2 separate regions of the Oryctolagus cuniculus genome follow, and region 2 is linked to region 1. The links are chromatin contacts, called in public Hi-C maps. All regions are on one chromosome and are shown on one strand. Each heading gives the region's core, a stretch centred on a gene start, on an enhancer-like site or on the middle of the called end of the contact. The rest is flanking DNA. Distances are from core to core; before and after follow the strand shown.

Region 1 (5,185 bases), core at 899-3,398:
CATTCAAGGCACATGTGTCATTTTAACAGCTGTTCTTCCACCTCCTCCTTCCTCTTTCACTGCCTCACAATCACCACCACTGTCAATATTTACTGCATACTGCCTACACCAGGCATGTTCTCAATGCTCTTTCTATACTAGCTTACTTAATCCTTACCTTAGGAGGGCAGTACAGGAGTCATCATCATTCTACAGAGGGGACAAGTGAGTGCAGAGAGCTAAGGAAGACTGGAGTTTTGAAAGATGGGTAGAGCACTTTATATAGGTGGATACAAAGATATTTCACTGATTGAGAAGCTAGGGCTCTAAGCATTGAGGGAACATGTTCACCCAGAACAGATGGTCAACAGCCATATCCATCTAATTGCAAAGCTAGCTCCTTCTACCACATTGGCCTATCTCTTGGTATCAATATGTTATATTTGTTAGTTACTTTTATTTTTTATAAAGCATTTACATAGTCCTTATTCTACTGAAGCCTCTTGAAAATGCTTAAACAAATCTTACTTATTTGTTTTATAGGTCTTGAAATTGAATCTCAGAAAGCTACTATTTTAGTAATATTAAAATTAATGATAACTACTGCCCATTTTTGACAAGCTGACTTGCTCAGTGCAACAGAACTCAGAAAGGGCAGATGTGAGGCTCAGACTCAAGTCTTCCACTGCCAAGTCTAGAATTTGTCCCACCCTCTAAAGATGGGCCTCTCCAATGTGACCGTAGCATGATTACCCCAGCTGTGGCAGCAGAGAGAAGTTTACAACATCATTTTGGCATTCGGTTGGTGTGGCTTTTAGTGACTCAACATCTGCCATTAATTAGATTTCTTGTTGCCATGGTGATGGTTTATTGTTGTAAGGTTGATAAGATGACCAGTTCAAGAATACTATCTTCTCCTTTTTCCCTGCTACTTTCTAACAAAGTTTTTTTTTTCTTTTTTATCTTCTCACCTAATACAGTAGACCTTTTGCCACATAATATGATGCAGTGTTTCTCTAACCAGGACCCCCTGTTGCTGATAATCTTTGTAGTTCATGAGAATTTCATTTTCTTTTGTTCAGAACGGAGGCTTTGTCTAACCAACTTTGGTTCACATTTCATCTCTGCCACTTATTAGCTCTCTGAACATGAATAAATTAATGTTCTTTCCCATGCCTTCTTTTTTTGCACCTGGAGTAAGGGGTAATGAGACTTAACTGGAGATGTTATTTTGAGAATCTGATACAGTAACTATATAAATAGTTACTATGTAGCTAGTAAGATGCTACACACAGAAGGGAATTACTGGATGCTCAGGAAAAAGTAGATAATAGCAGTCTAATAGCAACAATTATTATTTACCAAGAGATGAGATGAAACAGATTTAGGATTGTCAGTTGAAGTTATTTGCTTTAATTCATCAATCAATTATTCTAATTTCTTCTTCCATTTAACTTGTTATTTTCCTTCATAGAGCTTGACCTAAGATGTAGCATATATTTCTTATTCTGTCTCTTCCATCAGTCTGGAGATGTAATAAGGACTAGGACCATGGTTATTTTGTTATCACTATACCTGAATGAACAACATTTACCGTGTACCTCTCTGTGTTGGACTACGTGTTAGATAGTGGAGATACAGAAATAACTTAAGCGGGAGTCTTACTCTTGAGTTATTTATGAAGGGTCTTCAAAAAAGGATTCATGGAAATGTTTGTTTTAACAACTATGCATGAATTTAAATTTTTGCACCGGAATAAAATCATGTTTTATTTCTCTTTCTCCATGAACTTTTTGAAGTTCCCTGGTACATAAAGGACCTGTGAAAATGACAAAATAGAAGAAATAGGGCACTAATCTGCCACTCCAAAAGAATTTTTTAAAAAATCCAATGACATTAATGGAATTAAATCTTCAGTGATCTTCTAGCACAAATGACTGATGTCAGGCATGAAATCCTCAAAGCTCTAAGCCCCAAAAATGATTCACAGTGTTAAGCCCCTAAAGTAATAAAAAATTCCCTTTGAAACATACAGCTAAAAAAAAAAGAAGAAGGAAAGAAAAAGAAAGGAGAAGGCCTTGTTGAGCGCCAGCTCACTGACTCCTCCCAGAACAGTCTGATCCCCTCTGCCAGTGCAGCAAGAGGTCAGATCCCCAGACAGAAAATCAATCTCCAAGAGTAGTGGGGTAGAGTTTCTTATCCACCCAGGCCACGCCACACAGTCTGTTTTCAGCAAGGGGGATGAGGCCCAGCGGCCCACTGTACACTCTCAGGTCAAGCTGATAGTGCCAGGAACACACGCATCTGACAGAAATGCAGGCACAGAGATGACATGGTGAGAGCCCTGCAGCCACTCTTTCTCAAGGCCTAGGCTATTCTGAGGTCATCTTATCATTGTATTATTAAGTATCACTATTCAGAGTCCCATGCTTGTGTTCCACAGACCCTCTGAAGCCGCCATGCAGTGAGGAAGGAGAGAGACTGATGGCTAAGCCACAGACACAGGCCAGGCCACCCTCCGCATACTTTATATGTTGGCTCCCATAGATTCCACTGCTTTAGGCTTGTATGAAAACTGGATCTCTTTTTTTTTTTTGACAGGCAGAGTTAGACAGTGAAAGAGAGAAAGGTCTTCCTTCCGTTGTTTCACCCCTTAAATGGCCGCCATGGCCGGCATGCTGCACCAATCTGAAGCCAGGAGCCAGGTGCCTCCTCCCAGTCTCCCATGTGGGTGCAGGGCCCAAGGACTTGGCCATCCTCTACTGCCTTCCCGGGCCACAGCAGAGAGCTGGACTGGAAGAGGAGCAACCGGGACAGAATCCGGCACCCCAACCGGGACTAGAACCTGGAGTACCGGCGCTGCAGGCAGAGGATTAGCCTAGTGAGCCGTGGCGCCAGCCGAAAACTAGATCTTGATTCTTGCAGCTTAAAGATTAGGAAAATGAAGTAAAAAGGAAAATGAAGTAAAAGGAGGTTGATCTTTTATCCAAGTCAAACCCTGAGTTATTCAGAAACCATACAGACACTAACAATGGGGAGCAAGTGAGACTCACAGGGAGCAAGTTAGAGCTAGTGCTGGTGTGCACAGGGAACTCTGTCTCCAGAGAGACACATCAGGCTTAGCCGCTGAGGCCTTCTCGTCCACTGAATCCAGGAGCTGGCTTTCTGCATCACCAGCCACAGTGGATGCCTTCTTAGCTCCAGGGAGATTACAGAGAACCTGTAAAGCTCCTCCTCCGGTTTGAAACAACATCTGTGTATCTGGCATCTACTCCAACTAAGGACGCGTGCGACCTGGACCCTGACCTAGCAGCTCACATGCATTGGGAAAGCCGACACTGAAACTTCTGAGTGCAGTGCTGGAACCAAGCACAGGGGCAGGGCAGTGTGGAATGTTCACCAAGAACCCACACAGAGAAGGCTTTCTGCACTCCACAGTATGCAGGCTACAAGGTCAGGATGTCTGGTTTATATCTGAGCTTCACCCATGACTACCTGTGTCACCTGGGGCAAGTATCTGCCCTCTGGCTCTCTGATTCAGCTTTCTCGTCTGCAAAGTGCAATCAACATCAGGACCCTAGGGATGGTTGTAAGTAGCAAGGGAGTGCTTCAACAGGGTCTGGAGCACACTAAATGAATCCTCTCTGCTTTCTTCTTTAGGACCCCCTTGAAGGTTAAGGGTCCCAGCTCCCCACCACACTACAATAGACTGGAAATTCACATTCACAGGAAAAGCCTCCTGTTTCCTAATGGTCAAAGCACTGGCTTAAATCTTCAGATCAGAACTGTCTATAAATTCTCCTCCACCACCTGTGGTGGTTAGGCAGTTTGCTGGATTGGGGATGACTGCTGCAATCTAGTTATCCAAACCAGTCTGGCTTGACAAGGTCCCCAGGCCTCAGAGATGCTGAGCGGTAGAACAGATACAGCCAATTTGGTAGGAGTTTCACCCCCAGCCATTCTACCCAACACATTGGCTCCTCCAGGCCAAGGCATCAGTTGATGGGGAGGGGCTGTTGGAGAGGAGAGGAGATGAATTAGGGCCTAGGGTAAGGTAGGATGTTTTCTTCCCATCTGTTAGGGACATTGACTCAGAAGGTGACTTCTCTGAGTGAAATAAGTCAGTCCCCAAAAGACAAGTGTATATTTTCTCTGCTATGTTGTAGATAGAGTACAAAAATAATGCATAGGAATGAAATGGACATCTTATGATTTGATTGTTGTTTTTATCCTCATTTATACTCTTGTGGAACTGTGGTCTCTCTACTTTTTATTTGTTGGATATTATAGTCAGTGGTAGTACATTAAGCCTGTGATTATAGAGTGGATCAAAATTATGCTTTTGTAAAAATTAAAGAAAAAGAAGAAAGGAAGGAAGGAAGGAGATTGAAGGAGGCAGAGGGGAAGGGAGGAAAGCACAGTTATCTTCATAGAATTGTACCTACCTATGAAATACACGAAATCTGTTCTCTTTATATTAATAAAACATTTTTAAAAAATAAATTCTCAAATGTGAGATTTTTACAACATGCTACACAAAAATGCTCTTGAGTGAAACAGGATAGTTTTCAAGGGGCATTCAAAGAGTGTCCTTGGGGTAGGTGTGTGACCTAGCAGATAAGATACTTGTGTTCCACAGCAGAGTAACTGGGTTCTGTTCCTTGCTCCAGCCCTTGACTCCAGCTTCCTGCTAATGCAGACCCTAGGAGGCAGCAGGTAATCGGGTTCTTTCCACCCACATGAGAGACCCTGATTGAATTATGGGCTCCCAGTGTTGGTCTGGCCCAGTGATGGCCATTGTGGACGTCTGGGAATTGAATAAGCTGATGGGAGCCCTTTCCTTTTAGAGTCCCAAATTAGAATTTTTTTTTTTTTAGATTTATATATTTGAAAGAGCAACAGAAAAGAGATACACACACACACACACACACACACACACACACAGAGATCTTCCATCCATGGGTTCACTCCCCTCAGAAGCCACAACAGCCAGGCCTGGGTCAGCCAGAAGCAGGAACTCCATCCTGGAGTTCATGGATGGCAGGGGCCCAACTATTTAGGTCATCTCTGCTGCCTTCCAAAGTGCATTAGCGGGAAGGCAGATCAGCAGCAGAGCAGCTAGAACTCCAACAGGTACTCAGATAAAGAATGCCGGTGTTGCAGGCAGCTGCTTAACCTGTTGTGCCACAGCAGGGCCACTGGATGG
Region 2 (4,844 bases), core at 741-3,240, 310 kb after region 1:
TCTCTCTCTCTCTCTCTCTCTCTCTCTCCCTCCCTCTCTCTCTCTTTCCGTCCCTGCCTCTGTCTCTCCTCTGTAACTCTGACTTTCAAATAAACAAATAAATCTTTAAAAACACTCTGGAATCTATTATAATCTACTTGTCTGGGCACCATACAATGTTAATCAAATTTAATTACCTCATCCAAAGAATCCATATGTCCCAGGTTTTGGGGCACACTACACCTATATATGTTTGTGCTTACCACTTACTGCAAAGCCTGATATATGTTACATGCTTTATCTATGATACCATTTTTATTGTTCACAAGCATACCCTAAGGAAAGTAATATCGTCTTACTTTGTGTGTGAGGAAACTGAAACTCACGGATCTTAAGGCCCTATAGCTGATAAGAAAAAAAATTTGAATGTAGGTTGCTTTGGTTTAAAACCCATATCTCTCCCAATACAGGAGAGGCCTTTCTAAGACTGTGACTTAAGGTGAAAGCCCACAGCCATGTCTTTAGTGATTCTGCAGAGCCAGTTTACATGTGAAGCTGTCCTGACCACTGAGCCCCCACTAGTCATCCATTTCTCTGACCTTGTCCACTATTAATTTCCCCACTGGATGAGCATGTAGTCAGACACTTACTGTGTTCTGGTGGCTATTCCATGTGTGAGGAATCAGGGCTAAGTCCCTGTCCCCAGCAAGCTCACAGTACAAGGGGGCAGTCAACATGCACACGGGAACATTACAGGCCACCTGGCATCAGTAAGTTAGAAGCAAGTTATATATTTTCTCAGGGTTCTTTTTTATTCTTTATATAAATTAATTCTGCTTCTAAAATGGGCTGGAAGGCTCTCAAAGACAACACCATAGTCACCCCTCTGTTTCCCATGGCATAGTGCTGAACACATTGAAGGCTCTCACAAACCTCAGAACATGGACTGTTCATGTCTTTTAAGGTCCTGGCCTATGGTGCGAACCATCTTTACTTGTCTTTTCATTTAAATCTCCTTTCAGTTATTCCACATAGATTGTGAGGCTCCATGTCAACAAATTGAAAACATTCACACATTTTCTTCCCTCCCCGGAGCCTAGCATCTAGTGAGGGAGGCAGGCAAACATGCACCTGTACAGGTAGGGCAAGGTGGTGAGGGCTGTGCAGGGCAAGGAAGGCTTCACAGTGTAGGGGAATTTTAAAGGATGTATAGAAGTTTGTCAGGTGCATCAAAGGAGGAAAAAAAAAAAAAAAAAAAAACCTCCAGGTGGCTGGAATAGAGGCATGAAAGTACAAGGCACTGGGATGTATTTAGTGAGGCAGGGTGGCCTGGTTTGTCTGATGCAGGGCAAAGGGTGGGAGACGCAGCTGGGACAATAAGGGAAGACTGGGAAAGGTCTTAGAGTTGTTCCTCAAGGAATGAGAAGTCCCTGAAGGGATTTAGCTCGGAAGGAACATAAAAAGACCTGTAGGAGGATACTTCAAGAAGTCTGTGGGAAAATGGAATTAGCAGATAGGTTTATTTGGGTGAAAAACTTTTTGAAGTCTACGAAGAGTTTCTTTCATAGTAAGCATTTTCCATGAACTTTTTGAAGATTCCCTCTATCTGTAGGAGGCGTCTGAGAAAAGTGACTTGGAGAGCAGAAGTCAGGCCACAGGAAGGAAGGCGAACACGCGGGCGGCTGCAGTAGACCAGGTGAGGGTCAGGGAGTGCCCAGAATCCACTGGGGAACATTTTTTTCTTTCCTTCTGACATTTCGATCTTCAACCTGTCAGGGAAAGCCAGTGTGCTGAATGGCGTTCACATCTCACAAAAGCCCAACATTCTCAGACCTGTTACAGGTGCCAAAGTAAAACAAACAAAAAATTCAGATATAGGCAAACCATGAGAAGAGGCTTCCATCCCTCAGCTGCCATGAGCCTCTGCCAAGCAGTTTCCCTGGGGCCTTTACCCAGGACTGGACAGAGAAAAACAAACTCGCTGGTACAGCCCAGTAAAGGAAGTTCTGGCAGACTGCCCCACTGGTCTGGTTTCCTGATCTCTAAACAGACTCCCCTCCTGTTACTCAATCCTCTGGAGCCAGGCAAGGACTCAGAAGCGGGCTGCAGTGTTCAAAAAGGCTGCAAGCGCAACAGACAGATAAATCTGGATTCAAACACCCCTTCTGCCATGTTTACTACGTGACTTTAGATAAAAATTCTGAACTTCTGTGGGCTTTAAATTTAGTACGTGCAAACCTGGATGATGATCATTGCTTCCCAGAACTCAAAGAGGAAAATATAAAGTACAAGTCAAATTTACTATAATAGCAGGCACTCAAGAAGTATCGGTTGTCTCTCCATTTCCTGGCTTTCTTTTCATATTTGCCAAGCGTTTATACATAACTGTGATATGCAAAGCCTTGATCACAAGCCTGTCATCATAAGTAAAAGCAAGTAAAAACAATAACACAACAATCAACTTCAGTGTTACCGTACCATGGCAGAACTGTGTGGAAATAGAGTTCCCACTGTTCCTGAGATGCTAGAATCCCTCCCATCTCTTAGAGGTCATTGAATCTAGTAGGTTTCCAATCTACTTGATCAGGAGAATCATTAGGAAACTAATGAGATTACAGAGTTTCAGATTCTAATTTCACCCAAACCCACTGAACCAGAACTTCCAGGGGTTATCCAAGTTTGTTTGTTTGCTTGTGTTTTTTTGTTTGTTTGTTTTTTTGTTTGTTTTTTGCTAAAAACCCTTTAAAATTATAAAAGAAAACATCTCCTTGGGTAATGTTCACCACCATGACTTAATTTCTGGAGCTACTTTTGGCTCTAATAACCCAATCACCCTTTCTGCTCATGTAATGATCAAACCAGACCAACCTCACAGCACAATCTCAGAGCCAAGAGGCCATTCCAAATCACAGGCAGAAACAAAGTAAGAGTGAGATCTTAACACCTACCTTGAAACATCAGACTATAATAAAAAGTTAGAAAGTGTCCTTAACTTCAACTCATATCCTTCATGTTCTAATGATGGCAAAGTGCTTTTAAAAAACAGATCACAGTGACTGAAGGGGAGACGGGGGATGTCTAGTCTGTTTTGACCTCAGCCGACTGAGGCTACTTAAAGATCAAGCCATGCCCCTAGAGGTCTGCAATACCCACCCAAGTCCCCAGAAAGTGCTGGTCTTTCATTCTGCCACATAATAAATACCAAGTACATCTGCCAACTGGATATAAAACATACCTTCTTTCCTTATCAGCCCAAAAAAAGATCAGGGAGGGGAGAGGAGAGGAGAGCGGAGGGGAGGGAAGCAAAGGAGAGGAGGAAAGAAAGAGAGGTAAGTTTCAGCTATGCCACACTCTGATTCCTCCTACACAAAATCTAGACTTCGTATTATTTTTCTTCAAATATTTCAGTGTGTATCTTTAACAAAATATCTCTTAAACATAACTATAATATCCATATCACAAAAAGAATAACTCTTAGTGTCATCAATATCCATTCCATGTTCATATTTCTCCTATGTTTTACTTTCCTTCTTTTAACAATTATTTTTTGTACAAGGGTTCAAATAAAGGCCATACACCACAAGGGCCCCACATGTCTCCTAAGTCTCCTTTCATTGTAAGTCCCTCCCCACCTCTCTTTTCCCCTCTTTGCTATTTGGGTGGGGGGGGAGTTGTTTTAACTTTTAATGTTTTGGTCAAAGCCACAAGTCCACCTGACCAGCTTTTATGCTACAGTTAGTTAGTTCTTTGTCAGAGACTTCCTTGGTTTTTTTTGTTTGTTTGCTTTGCTTTGTTTTGTTTAGGATGTAGCTATGGTAGTGCTTAAGGAGAACTCAACATATGTATGCTTATTTGTAATTGACACACAATTAATTGTACATATTCATGGGATATAGTATATTTCAATGCATAAATATAATGTGTAGTGATCAGATCAATTAGCATACACATCACCTCAAGAGTTTATCATTTCTTTGTGTTGGGAATATTCTGAATTCTCTCTACTAGCTATTGTATGAAGGCTTATTTAAAGACAATTTTAATGATAGCTGGGTAACACTGAATTTTGCAAAAATAGCTTTCCTGGTCCAGTAAGTATGAGGCATATCAGAACCATGCCCTAGAACAGTTGGCAAAAAACCCAGGAAAGACTTCTGTTCAAAGGTTGCTGGTGGCTAGGAATTTGGGAGTGAATTGAGGCATCTTTGTTACTACTTGGATTATTCATTTCTGTTGGTCTCATTGGAGCGAAAAGAAACAAACAAAAACTCAAAAGGACTGTTTGGGACTTCTGAGATCTCAGAAATCCAATATTGTAAGCATTTTAAGGTAGAAGAATGGAAACACAGTGTGTTCTCCTTAACTGAAATACCAGAGTATAAGTCCTTGGAAAAATGTAGCTGGGGAGGTCCTGAACCCTACAAGCTTAAAAAGTAATTCTAGAAATTCAGTGGATTTCAAAAGTCCTGGATCCAATAAGTCCCTTTTGTCCAAGGGTGTTGGGTTTATGGAATGAGTAAGGTTTCCTCACTCCTCTCATCACATCTCCCCAAAACAATGTCAAAGACTAACCCTCAGCAAGGTGCAGCCTCTGCTTTCGGTGCATTATGGGCAAACCAGCAGAATTCTGTTTTCACAGTGTCCTGCTCAAGTGCGTATCTACCCACTCCAGGAACAAGACCCTCACTAAAGCAGGCCCTGTGAAAGGTTGTCTCTTTGGCTACCCCACCTCTGTCTACCCCATCTTTGGAAATACTCTGATTCCCACTGGAATCCCACATAGGTCCATTTACTTAAAATCAGATTCAGTGGATACTTTCTAGTATTCACAAAATTTGGAAGCAGGACGTCCAAAGGGTAAGTCG

What was found. A called contact is a pair of places that touch in the nucleus more often than the background predicts.
Region 2: a Hi-C map of an unstated tissue shows a contact between it and region 1, with 2.1 times the contacts expected there. The contact joins two enhancer-like sites. A contact is called at or near these places in 2 of 6 Hi-C or Micro-C datasets (psoas muscle and an unstated tissue).

Annotation. Positions count from the first base shown.
Region 1 is chr7:113,274,578-113,279,762 of mOryCun1.1, forward strand. The region is part of intron 14 of FGGY (FGGY carbohydrate kinase domain containing); the gene reads right to left. All of the region lies in intron 4 of LOC138850643 (a long non-coding RNA gene), which reads left to right. Among named protein-coding and RNA genes, the nearest start is that of HOOK1, 110 kb to the left of the region's middle. Within about 2 kb of position 2,149, at least 2 of the 8 cell types and tissues checked have an H3K27ac peak or open chromatin away from gene starts, as enhancers often do.
Region 2 is chr7:113,581,296-113,586,139 of mOryCun1.1, forward strand. The region is part of intron 5 of FGGY (FGGY carbohydrate kinase domain containing); the gene reads right to left. Among named protein-coding and RNA genes, the nearest start is that of FGGY, 130 kb to the right of the region's middle. Within about 2 kb of position 1,991, at least 3 of the 8 cell types and tissues checked have an H3K27ac peak or open chromatin away from gene starts, as enhancers often do.